Regions from separate parts of the Mus musculus genome. Here region 1 is linked to region 2. A link is a contact called in public Hi-C data. All regions are on one chromosome and are shown on one strand. Each heading gives the region's core, a stretch centred on a gene start, on an enhancer-like site or on the middle of the called end of the contact. The rest is flanking DNA. Distances are from core to core; before and after follow the strand shown.

Region 1 (6,137 bases), core at 474-2,973, 59 kb after region 2:
TCTGACATAGGTACTCTGGGAGTTTCCTGTTCACGTAGTTTTTGTCCCATGATGCAGTTCTTTCAGCCTGTTTCTTCCAATAGCCTAAGGGACAGACATGAGGTCAGCTTTAGCCTTCCAACTCCAAGACCCTCACTTTGACCTATACCCACATTTCTTCTACAGGAAGTACGTGTAGGTGTTGGAATACCATTCAGTATCTTTCTGTAAAACCTATTGTGTTTTTACTCTTTTTTAGGTGGAATGAAATTTAGATTCAGTTGTGTATGTGCGGAATGCGTCAAATTGAAAATACACATCTAATTTGTAGTTAAGTATGATCTTCAAGAAAGCAAAGGTATCTCGGAGCTTCTGTCCTTTGTATTGAGAGCATGAACTCCTCTGCTGCCTTCCTTGGGTAATTGGCTACTTTGGTAACGTAGACAGCCTGTCCACAGGATTAAAAAGAAACTTAATGATAAAGACAAAAGCTGAGACTTGAGCGCTTTTGAGATATCTACAATTCTTTTGCTCTATTATTCAAGTTATTTATGTCATTGCACTCACATGATGGCCAAATTTATCATACTGCATTCATTCTGATAAAAGTTTGTTTCAGCATAACTTCAAATTGAATTGGAGAAGGCCAAATGGTCTCACAGCCCAAAGTTATCTTCGTCACTAGTAGGGTTATAGACATGGTTATAGACTTGGTGTTTAAGTTTCTAATACAAGTGGCTTCCCCACCACTTGGTCTCTAATTCTGTGATGGTTTGTTGGTTTGTTGAAACCCCGCCTTTGTAAGGTTCCTTTGGAAACAATGGGAAAATCTACCTTCTGAGGATGAAATATTAGGTGCGGTGCCTTGAGAGAAGAGTATACGCTGCTCCCTGGTATTACACAAAAACATCAGTTGTCTAGAGATTTATCTTTTAAACAAAGTTTCAACACATAAAATCTTATGTACTACTCTTTGCAATAACCTTAAACCTAAACTAGCTTGGGAAATCGAAGATAGGATTCAGTCCAATAGTAAATTCTAAATAGGTGCTTTGGTTAAAAAGCTATCTATGGTAGGGGTAGGTTGGCCTTAACCAACAGCCTGCAAAGGAAGCAATGATTGTATTTTTTTGGGCCACAAGGCAATTGTGGCAAGAGGCACCCACTCTTTCCACTTTGGCCCATACAATCTGTCTAGGCAATTAATCAGAACTCCCTATGGTGGTTTTCTTATACTTTGCCAGTTGCCTTGCTAATTAAACCTGCCCACAGAATGAAGCAAGAGCACATCCCCTGAGGGCCTTCTGCCTAGGGAGGGTAGGGGTGACCAACACTAGTGAAAGCTGATACTTGTGGCCTAGCCAGTAAAATGCTCACAAGAATCCTCCTCACTCAGTTTCCCTATCTCTAAAATGGGTTCTCTCTCTCTCTCTCTCTCTCTCTCTCTCTCTCTCTCTCTCTCTCTCTCTCTCTCTCTCTCTCTTTTTACCCGTCTAGACTAGTTCCCTTCCTTTTGGTGCTAGACAACTAGGAAGTGAAATCAGTGCTTAACCACAGTAGAATGTCCTCTGGTAGGCTCCAGTCTTAGCCCAGGCGGCTCAGCTCCACGAGTAGGAAGCGGCTTTCGGAGCCCGCCCGGGCGACCGACAGCGGGCACTTTGATGAATCACGTGTGTCGAGGCCGTCTTAAAGAGATAGGCACCTACTTTTCCTCCACCCTAAACGCCGCCCCGAGGGCGGAGGCGACCGCGGTGATTGCAGCTGCTTAGGGGCAGGGCTTGCCCCAGCGCTGAGTGGTGGCACCGGCGTGGTTTGCGTCGGGGTTGCCTGGGCTTGGGGAGACCCGGTGGCCTGGGAGCGGCGCTTGGCGGGCAACCCTCTCTGTCCGTGGACGCGGGACATTCTTAGCGCTCCGAGGGGTGTTTGCCCTTGAGGAGACTTGGGGTTTCTGGGCGGCAGGTGACAGGGCCAGAGAAAGATGGAGGAGCTCGGGGCGGCGGCGTCGGGAGCCGGAGGCGGCGGCGGTGGCGGCGAGGAACACGGCGGGGGCCGGAGCAACAAGCGAGGCGCGGGGAACCGGGCCGCCAACGAAGAGGAGACGAGAAACAAACCCAAACTGGTAAGTCTTCCCGCAAGCCCCGCTGGTCTCGGAGACCCGAGATCCCCGGATCGTCCTGCCCAGGAACACGCCTGGGAGCCGGCCCTCCCCTCCCGGCAGCAGCCGTGATCTCGCCGCACAACTCAGGGAACGGAGACGGCGTGGGGGCGGAAGAGCACCCCTTCTCCACTTTATCCGGCCTTCTCTCTCGGGTCAGCTTGCGGAGGAGAAAGGCCCCACCCCAACTTGGGGACACCCTGCGTCGCGTCCTAGAGTACTGGGGTAGGGCTGTTTGTCTAACTTGTGGGCGCGAACCTTCTTTGCGGGATTCCATTTCCCTCCCACCTCTTGTCAGTTGCTGTTTGGTCCCTTAACACTTGGGGTCCCGGGCAGGGGAGCCTCCCTCCTCTCCGTTTCGAGCGCATCGGAGCCCACTCATAGCTAAGGAAATCAAGACAAGCACCACATAGGTTCCTAGCTCCTTCGACTTTGCCAGAAATCGGAGAAAGAGGCGCCTGCGTGCGTTTGTTCCCCCCACCCCCCATGTGCTCACCCAAGAAACATTTCTTTGGAAGTCTGGGACTTGGGGGGAGCGTGGGAGGAGTTGGAGGCTGGGTAACCCCGCCAACCCCCCCCCCCCCCCTGCATCCCAGCACAGCATTTCCACTTGGTTGAGAATGCTCAGAAGCAGTTATGTTCCCCATACTTGTCTCACAGTCCTGACAGTGTGGTCCAGTAGTAGCTCATTTCCTGCTGAGGCCAGAAATCGATGGGGCCTGGTATTGGGTTGGGAAATACTGGGGTTTCTTCAACTCATCAGTTAAAAGGGTTCCTCTTTTGGTAAACTTTCTAATTTCAGTGGCATGAGGAGAAAGGAGTTTCCTGCAGAGATTCAGCAGGCAAACTTTTGAGCCTCTCCTGAGCCTTTTGAACAGTAGAATCCTACTCCACATCCCAAGTACAAGTCCATGTCGCTCGTCTACATTTCAGTTGTAAACAACAACTTGATTATAGTAGAAGAGAGGGTGAGACTGTGACATGCAACTCAAACCATTTCCTGTGGCATCTGGCCACTTGGTCTGGACTTGCACTTCTCTTCTGGCTCCGGTTTACTTTCCTATTATGGACCGTCCATACGGGAAAACAGGGCTCAAATATTAGGACATATGAAATCTTCCATTATGTGCGAACGGACTTGGGCTAAAGTAATCTTTCAACTTTAAAATCTCATCAAAACCTGAGACAAATCTAGAAATCACTTCCCTAATGTGTCCTATTACCCCAAGCACTTACAAATAAAGAAACTGAGTCACAGTTCTTTTGACTTGTCTGCAATATTTATCACAGTGATGAGGGCTCACACCATCCTGGATTCAAGAAAAACAGTTCTGAGTTTATTGTTCGAGTTGAATGTATTTCAATTTGTTTCTTTTCTTTTTGAGATAGGGTATCTCTATGAAGTCCTGGCTGTTCAGGACCATGCTATGTAGACCAGGCTGACCTTGAACTCACAAAGAGCCTCCTCCGTGGGTCTCCTGAGTGCACGAGTCACTGCCTCAGCCAAGCAGTCAAAAGTTTTGATAATGTGACTTTGAAATGTACTAGTTTGTGGTAAGAGAGTGAGCCTACTTCTGTTTTCCCTCTCCCCTTACTTAGCCCAGTATAAACTGTAGTAAAAAGTTTAAAAATAAAAGTTAAGGAATAGTTTCCATAAATAGTTTTATACATTTAGCAAGAATCTCCCAATTTTCAATATAGTAAAGGAAAAGCATTTATCTCTAGTAGTAATAACATTTACTCTTTGGCTATTCGTCCTATTTCATCTTTTATGTTTTAGTTGATTTGACAAGGTAACTAGGTGATTATGAGATAGTATCACTTTCAGTTCCTAGCTAACTAACTTCACTGTTCTGTAGTTATCCCAGCTTGATACAACAAATCAAGTACTGGAACCCAGAGCGCAATACCAACATGAGTTTCTTTTTTTCTACTCATCTATAACTTTTGAGCTTTATGTGATTTCCTGAAGCCAATGTGTCACAGCTAATAAAAACAGGAATTGAATATGACTCATTTTAATGCAAAGAGTTTGATCAAATAACAAGTTTTGGTAAACTTGGGATTCTTAAAGTTTTGAAAGTATGATAAGACCTTTTAGAAGATTTATTTATTTATTTATTTATTTATTTATTTATTTATTTATTTGATGTATGTGAGTACACTGTCACTGTCTTCAGACACACCAGAAGGTGGCATTGTATCCCATTACAGATGATTGTGACCCACCATATGGTTGCTGGGAATTGAACTCAGGACCTCTGGAAGAGCAGTCTCTTAACCACTGAGCCATCTCTCCAGCCCCCTTAGACTAAATTTTAAAAATATTAATGCTATGTATTATGCTTCACTGTGATAATTCCAAATTTTGAATGTGTGTAAAGGAGTTGTATGTGATTATAAAACAGCCTTATGGCAATATAAGTTATTTGTCTGGGTTATTGTATTATTAGGGGCTCAAAACTCCTTAAATAAAAAAAAGGGGTATATGTTTATTTTTCTGGCTTTTCTTCCTTTTGTTAGTTTCTTAGAAGTATCCATGACTTGCAGAAAGAAAAAAGAATCATTGCAGTTCAAAAGACAGCAAAGGAAAAGACAGCTGGAGAATTGAGGGAAACTCCTTAAAACAATTAGTTCAATCACTGTAGTCTAAGGGTTTCTTAAACTATAAGACTGGTGCAACTGTGTTCATTTATTTGCTTATGGATTTGGAAAAATGGGGATTGAGGTTGTATTTTTGTAGGTAAAATTTTTGTAGGCTAGTTATAGTCCCGCATTTTTGATGCCTAACAGTGAAAACTTTTTTCAGATTGACCTATCAGAACTTTAATGATTTCTGTTTAAGGTTGTGTGAGTCTAAGTGTAATAAAACTCACTTCAGTTTTTCAGATATGTATCCTCATAATGAAACCCCCACATCTCCACCCACCCACCCATCCACCCATCCATCCATCCATCCATCCATCCATCCATCCATCCATCCATCCATCCATTAAGGGAAGCAGTTCATTCATTGACTCAGTACATTTTGAATAATATATGGTAGTAGAGTTTCTGATTTTATATAACTTTCTGGTTAGGCCCAGACTGTAGCATGCTATTAAACAGCATGACTCTTATATTAATTAGTAATTTGATGCCAACCGTGTATTATAATTTGTTAAACTGAATAGGAGATAAAGTGCCCTAGAGAAGTGTTAGGAAGATGCTCTGTCTTAAAGCTCATATGCTTAAAGGAATGATTTAACCATTAAGAGAGTCCAGTGTTAGAACTAGAGAGATAGTTCAGCTGATAAAGTGCTTTCATGCAAACTTGAGGATCTGAGTTTGATGCCAGCAATCTGGTATAGAGTCTATGCTGGTTGCACACATTTATAATCACAGGGATGTAGGTAGGAAAAGACAGGCAGATCCCTGGGGAGATACAGGCCAACCAGCCTAATTTAACCAAAGGGGTCCCCGATTCCTTTGAAAGTGATAAAAAAAAAAAGAAGAAACTCCTTTTTGATGAATGACCCCAAGATTGACTTCTGGCTTCTATAAATATAATGCATATTACATGAGTACATACACACACTATAATGTATATATTACATGCAAACACCCCCTCCCGCCACACACACACACACACACACACACACACGCACGCACGAGTGCAATAGACAAGTGAGGCTACACAAGAGAACAAGAGCAACAGGGGACATTGTTAAAGTGAAGCTAATATCTCTATCTTCTATTGCAAGATGGTGGATATAGAGTAGTTTGACAATATTTGATGTTTTAATTTTTTTCTATATAATTTCTGAAGCTGTTTCTTTTTTTGTTTGTTTGTTTTTTGTTTTTGTTTTTGTTTTTGTTTTTTGTTTTTTTTTGAGACAGGGTTTCTCTGTATAGCCCTGGCTATCCTGGAACTCACTCTGTAGACCAGGCTGGCCTCGAACTCAGAAATCCGCCTGCCTCTGTCTCCCGAGTGCTGGGATTAAAGGCGTGCACCACCACGTCC
Region 2 (5,808 bases), core at 152-2,651:
TCCTTAATGATATTCCACTATAATCATATATTGGTGTTTTATGCTTCCTCTTGCAGCAGATGGAAACAGATGCAGAGACCCACTGCCAGACATTATTCAGAGTCTAAACGGGAGGTTTCCATCAAATCCCTTTCCTTAGACCTCAGGGGATCCCGTGGAAGTGGAGGTGGAAAGACTGTAAGAGTCAGAGGAAATGGAGGACACCAGGAGAACATGGCCCTCTGAATCAACAAAGCAAGGTGCATATGAGCTCAGAGATAACAAAGCAACAGGCACTGGATCTACTAGGGACTGTATAGCACCTCTACATGTATATTACCACCATTGGCTTAGTTTACTAGGGGATTCCAGACTGTGAGAACAAGTGAGCCCCGGATTCTTGTGCCTGCTCTTTGAGACTCTTTTCCTTCTGTTGGGTTGCTTTATACAACTTGAAAATGATGGGGTTTGCTTCACCTTATTATATTTTATTCTGTCATATTTTGTTGTTATCTTATAAGCCTTTTTTAGAAAATTAATTCCAGAAAGGGAATTCTGGATGGGACAGGAAGTACCAAGGAAAGTGGGAGGAGTAGAGGGAAAGGAAACAGTAATCAGGATATATTATATGAAAAAATAACATATTTTCAAAAAAAGAAAAAAATAAACATAAATAAATAAAAATTGGGGCTGGAACGGTGGTTCAGTGGTTATGTGTGGAGTAGTGGACCGTGCCACCAGACAGAAAACTTGGTAAGGTTGAGCAGATTCAGGAACTCTGGAGTTTAAGTCTTCTCCTCACCATGTTCCTGTCCTGTATCATGTGATCACAACACCCCATTGAGAGGACTGTGACAATCAGTAGGGATAGCACCTGAAGTTTTTCCACATGCAGATGAGGCATCCCTAACATCTCAGACCAAGCAAATAGAAAGAAAGCCTCTGCCTCTAGATCCCAATGCACCTCAAATGTTTGTTAAGATCCTGTATATGAAGAATAAAGTGCAGAAGTTATTTCACCAAAGATCCTCTGAGAGTGCCTGTCTTATTGAGCTGTAACACTCCAGGGAAGATCTTATATTTTCTCCTGAAGCTGTAGTCTCTGGACTAAACACCTGGCCCAAACAGTGGGGTGTATCAGCATAGCCACAGCCACTTCCTGTTCAGTGGCCTGACCTTGGCCCCCTAGCCTGCTGCATCCTGCCACCTGGCACCAACTCAGAGGCAGTGGCAGCCATGGAAGAGGTGCAGCAGCCTGCTTTGCTCAGGCTTCCCCTCAAAGAGTTGTAACTCTTAGCCACTCCAACCGGCCAGAGCCCTGTGGATCTCTGCAGACAGCACCCAGTACACAGACCCACAGTTAAGTGCATGTACTAGTTTTACAAAGGACAAGTCCTCAGCACCTGTGCCCAGGCATCTCATAACTTCCTGTAACTCCAACTCAAGACAATCCAATCCTGCGGGGTACTACACTTACATGCATATATGCCCACCACCACATACACACACACACACACACACTCACACACAAATTAAAATAATTATTACAAAAAGAGTATCAGAAAACAAGAAATTAAATGCCAGGCTTGGTGATACACACCTCCAATTCCAACATTTGAGTGGTAGAAACAGCAGGATCATGACTTCAAGGTCAGAGTGAACTACTTAAATGAGACCCTATTTTTTAAAACATAAATAGATAAGAATTGGCAATATTTTTAAAGCATACCCGTTTTATTAATATTCACCAATTCAGGCTGACTATATTGCTCAGTGAGAAAAGGTACTTGCTGCCAAACCTGACAACTTGAATTGGATACCTAGAATCCACATGGTGGGAGGAAGCACTGACTTATAACAATTGTCCTCTGATTTCTACATGCCTGCTCTGCCTTGCATGGACCTACACTATACAACCTATTACACTAACTATAATAATTGTTATTATTTTTAATAAATGAAATGTCCATCAACTTTCAAGTAAAATGACACCTATGTTGTTTGAATTATCTAATAGTGACATTAAATATCAATACATGTCTGAAGCTGTCCTTATTTCCTACTACATTGAGCAGGGCTCTTTAGGAAGCTACTTTCACAATATGATGAGGTACATATTGTTTTAGTTCCTGTTCTATTATGAAGAGGCATCATGACCAAGGCAACTTAGAGAAGAAAACATTTAATTGAAGGCTTGCTTGAAGTTTAAGAGGGTTCCATCATGGTTACAACCAAGCAGTGATTGTGCTGAAGCAGAAGTGGAGAACTTTATATACTGATCCATAGGCAGCAGACACAGAGGTGGTAGACAGATGGGGGCCATGGGAGGAAGAAGGAGAGCGAAAGGGAGAGGGAGTGGAAAAGGAAGAGGAGGGAGTAGGAGGGAGAGGGGGAAGGAAGAGGGAAGTGGGGGTCTTGGCTTGGCGAGTCATAAGCATTTGAAACCTCAAAGCCCACTCCTGGTGACACACCTTCTCCAATAATGCCACACCTCTTGATCCTTCCCAAATAGGTCATCAGCTGGGAACATAATAGACTGGCAGTCATTCTCATTAAACCACCATTCTTATCTTTATAAGTCTACTTTCATCCTACTACTCTGTCATGGTATACCATTCCTTTTCTCCTGGATCCTGAGTGTGTGTGTGTGTGTGTGTGTGTGTGTGTGTGTGTGTGTACATTTGGCTGATTGGTAGGGTTTGATTTTATTGTGTAGGCTTCTTTGTTTTGAAATAGCACCTCACTATATGGACCTGGCTGGCCTGAAACTGCTACAAATACCAGGCTGGCTGGCTACAGACTCATAGAATCCCACTGGCCTATGAGTGGGCTTCCTGAATACTGGATCACCATGGCTAGTCTTGGTTGACTGTTTTCTAAGACAAGTCTCACCTTATATCTTAGGCTAGCATCAAAGTTATTACTAACCTCCTACCTCAGGATACCTGGTATTATAATCCCAGATATAAGATAATGTGTTCAAAAAACTGTATTTTTCAGCTGAAGACTTAGTAGTTAGGCCTGAGGCCAGATTTTTTTTATGTATGAAATGAACTAACATGGCAGCTGTAGCCTTGGGGTAAGAGATGGTAAGCTTGCTGCTATTAAAGCTACAGTTAGTCAATATCAGAGATCTAAGGAAGATAAATTAAATTGGAGGTACAACCCAAATGGCATATTTATCATTTAAAATGAGAGAGAATTTCCCACTACCTAGACGGTTGCTCTAGGCTTCCGTCATCTCAATGGTTTTTTTAGGGGTGTGCAGTAAGTTAGTCTTCAGCTGTCATACTGGACAGAATTTAATCTTAAATTGCCACATAGAGCAGTAATGGCCTTTGGCTGCTGGACTCAGGTCTGAGAAATTGTCCTGTGGAGAAGGAACTTCAGGGGCTAACCTACTTTGACCAAGGAGAGTAGAACAATCACCCCAAAACATGTGCACAGTTGGGCAGAGCACTAGTAGAAGGTGAAGTGTGGTGCAGCTTTTCCCAGTAAAAAGTGTTACCAAATTCAGGTGGAATTATTGTACCCTATCTATCTTTGGAGGCCATAGGATTCCCACTAGAAAGGGACATGTCTATTATGGCTAGCTTTTGCTCATTAAACACTTTAAATGCCATATTTAGCAAATCTCTGAAGAGCATGAGAACCATCTATCAGGTATATCTAAACTTAAGCTTAACATTGAAACTACAATAACTTGTATGCTAATTATCTTTAGCAGTTTATAATAAAATAGTAGTTTATATAAGATTAGGATTTTACTACTTTATCCATGTTAAGTTTAAGCCTTAAATATTTGAGTTCAAGACTTAATTGAAGCTCCTTCAGCATCAAAATGTAATCTAAACTATAAATACAGTCTGTAGAGTGTTATGGACAGCCTGGGGCTAATTATATTTGACGTTAATTCCATTCTCCTGTGAGTGGTTGTGAACAAGGAATGAGTCAGCACTCAGGTGATTTCCTGTAAACCTGCTTCCCACCTTAATTTGTAAAATAAAGGAGAGCTGATGATTGGGCAGATAAAAGGGAAGGTGGAGCAGAAGCAAGGGAGAAAGAGGAAGGAGAAAATGGAAGAGAGAGAGGACACAGAGGAGGAGGAGGAAAAAGAAGAAAAGCAGAGTGGAAGCACATGGCCTGGAGAAATAAGCTGTGGAAGATGGTAGTATAGCGGTAGATCTGCCCAATTTGGTGCGCAGCATGTAATCATATTAACTGTGTTGTGTTTTCATTGCCGGAGTATATTTGGGAGGAGATATACCACAACAGTAGAGAAACTGGGAATTTTACCTTTTCTGATGTTTTCATAGTGCACCATTATAGAATATTATAGTACTTTGTATGACTTAGTTTATCCAAATAGCTTAAGCCTAACAAAAAGAGCAAAGACAAAGAAGCTAGACAAATATGAATGTGAACCAGAGTAGATCTTAGAAATTCATAAACATAATTTATCAAATATACTTTATTTATCAAGCAAATGTTGTTACCTATCTAAATTTTCTAGAAGCTTGGTATTGAACAGTTAGCAAAGACATAGTTAGGTGTAAATCTCTAAGTCAGCTTTTGTTAATCTGAGCAGAACTTTGTAATGTTAATATTTTGTCAACATATAATAATTCCTACCAATCTGAAATGTTTTAGAGGCCTTCTGTTGTCTATGTAGTCTAAAAAGAAGATTTAGTCATAAGCAGGGGTCTCAGTAGAATTGAGAAATTTTATAGGTACTGTCTTAGTTAATTTATATCATAAGATTGTCTTAAGATGGTGGTAAAGTCGCATGCCATGTATCCTTAAACTTAGTGTTTAAGTATCCTTAAACACAGTTATGTGACTGGTATTTAAATTTTCTATCTATATTGTAGATCTATTTTCAAATAAGTGTTAAATCTAAGTTGCATATACAGTATATTTTAAACAAGAGCATATATATATATATATATATATATATATATATAGTGTTGCAGCAAATTAAGATTATCCATGTATAAAACTTTTGTTATAAAATTTCAGCCAAATTTTATTATAGATTATTTTTAGTCATACTTACAAATCCTGACACAGTTTACAGCATAGTCTTATAAGAATTTTTGAGATCAGAGCACAGAGAAATTCTAGAGATAAAAGATTTTTCAGAGTGGGAAGTTGAAGAAGTGTAGAGCAGAGCAAGTTTAGATATAAGAGATATTGGGATCATTTGTTTCCTCCCACTCCCACCCCACCCTACCCCCACCCACCACCACCACCCCCCCCCTGCAGAAGTTGTTAACATATGAAAGAATTTAAAAATAGAGCTTGCTAATGTTTGGCCATTGGTATTGAGGCCAAGCTGTTTGAAGTTCAAGGAGGTAAGAGGAATTTTAATCCAGCAACATGGTTGCTCTAACAAGGGATCACATCCAAAGAACTTCTAGGTATATTTAATCCTGCTGAAATGCAGACACAGTCTGGATTACAGTAATATCTAGCTACCATATATGCTCTCAGTACACACTTTTTTTCTTTCTTTTTTTTTTTGGTTTTTTCAAGACAGGGTTTCTCTGTGTAGCCCTGGCTGTCCTGGAACTCACTCTGTAGACCAGGCTGGTCTCAAACTCAGAAATCCACCTGCCTCTGCCTCCCGAGTGCTGGGATTAAAGGCATGTGCCACCACTGCTCGGCTAGTACACACCTTTAATACTAAACAATATAGGTAAGGTTATTTTGCAGAGGGAAGCAGCCATATTTGAAACTGACATCATCAAATTGAGGGGCAGACAAAGTAAAGAATCAGAGAAACATTTGACAGAATAAGTCAGAGATAAGATATGTCCAACTCACATG

What was found. A called contact is a pair of places that touch in the nucleus more often than the background predicts.
Region 1: a Hi-C map of DN3 thymocytes shows a contact between it and region 2, with 2.5 times the contacts expected there. The contact joins the promoter of Diaph2 here to the enhancer-like site in region 2. A contact is called at or near these places in 1 of 39 promoter capture datasets (macrophages), 2 of 484 Hi-C or Micro-C datasets (DN3 thymocytes and bone marrow-derived DN3 thymocytes) and 2 of 115 datasets of contacts at active chromatin or transcription factors (both in embryonic stem cells).

What each region holds. Positions count from the first base shown.
Region 1 is chrX:129,748,019-129,754,155 of GRCm38.p6, forward strand. Diaph2 (diaphanous related formin 2) reads left to right here and starts at 1,724. Exons shown (of 27, transcript NM_172493.2): 1 at 1,724-2,098. The coding sequence starts at 1,958.
Region 2 is chrX:129,689,695-129,695,502 of GRCm38.p6, forward strand. No RefSeq gene overlaps it. Among named protein-coding and RNA genes, the nearest start is that of Diaph2, 57 kb to the right of the region's middle. Within about 2 kb of position 1,402, at least 28 of the 459 cell types and tissues checked have an H3K27ac peak or open chromatin away from gene starts, as enhancers often do. A contact at or near this core is called in DN3 thymocytes, where this site is marked.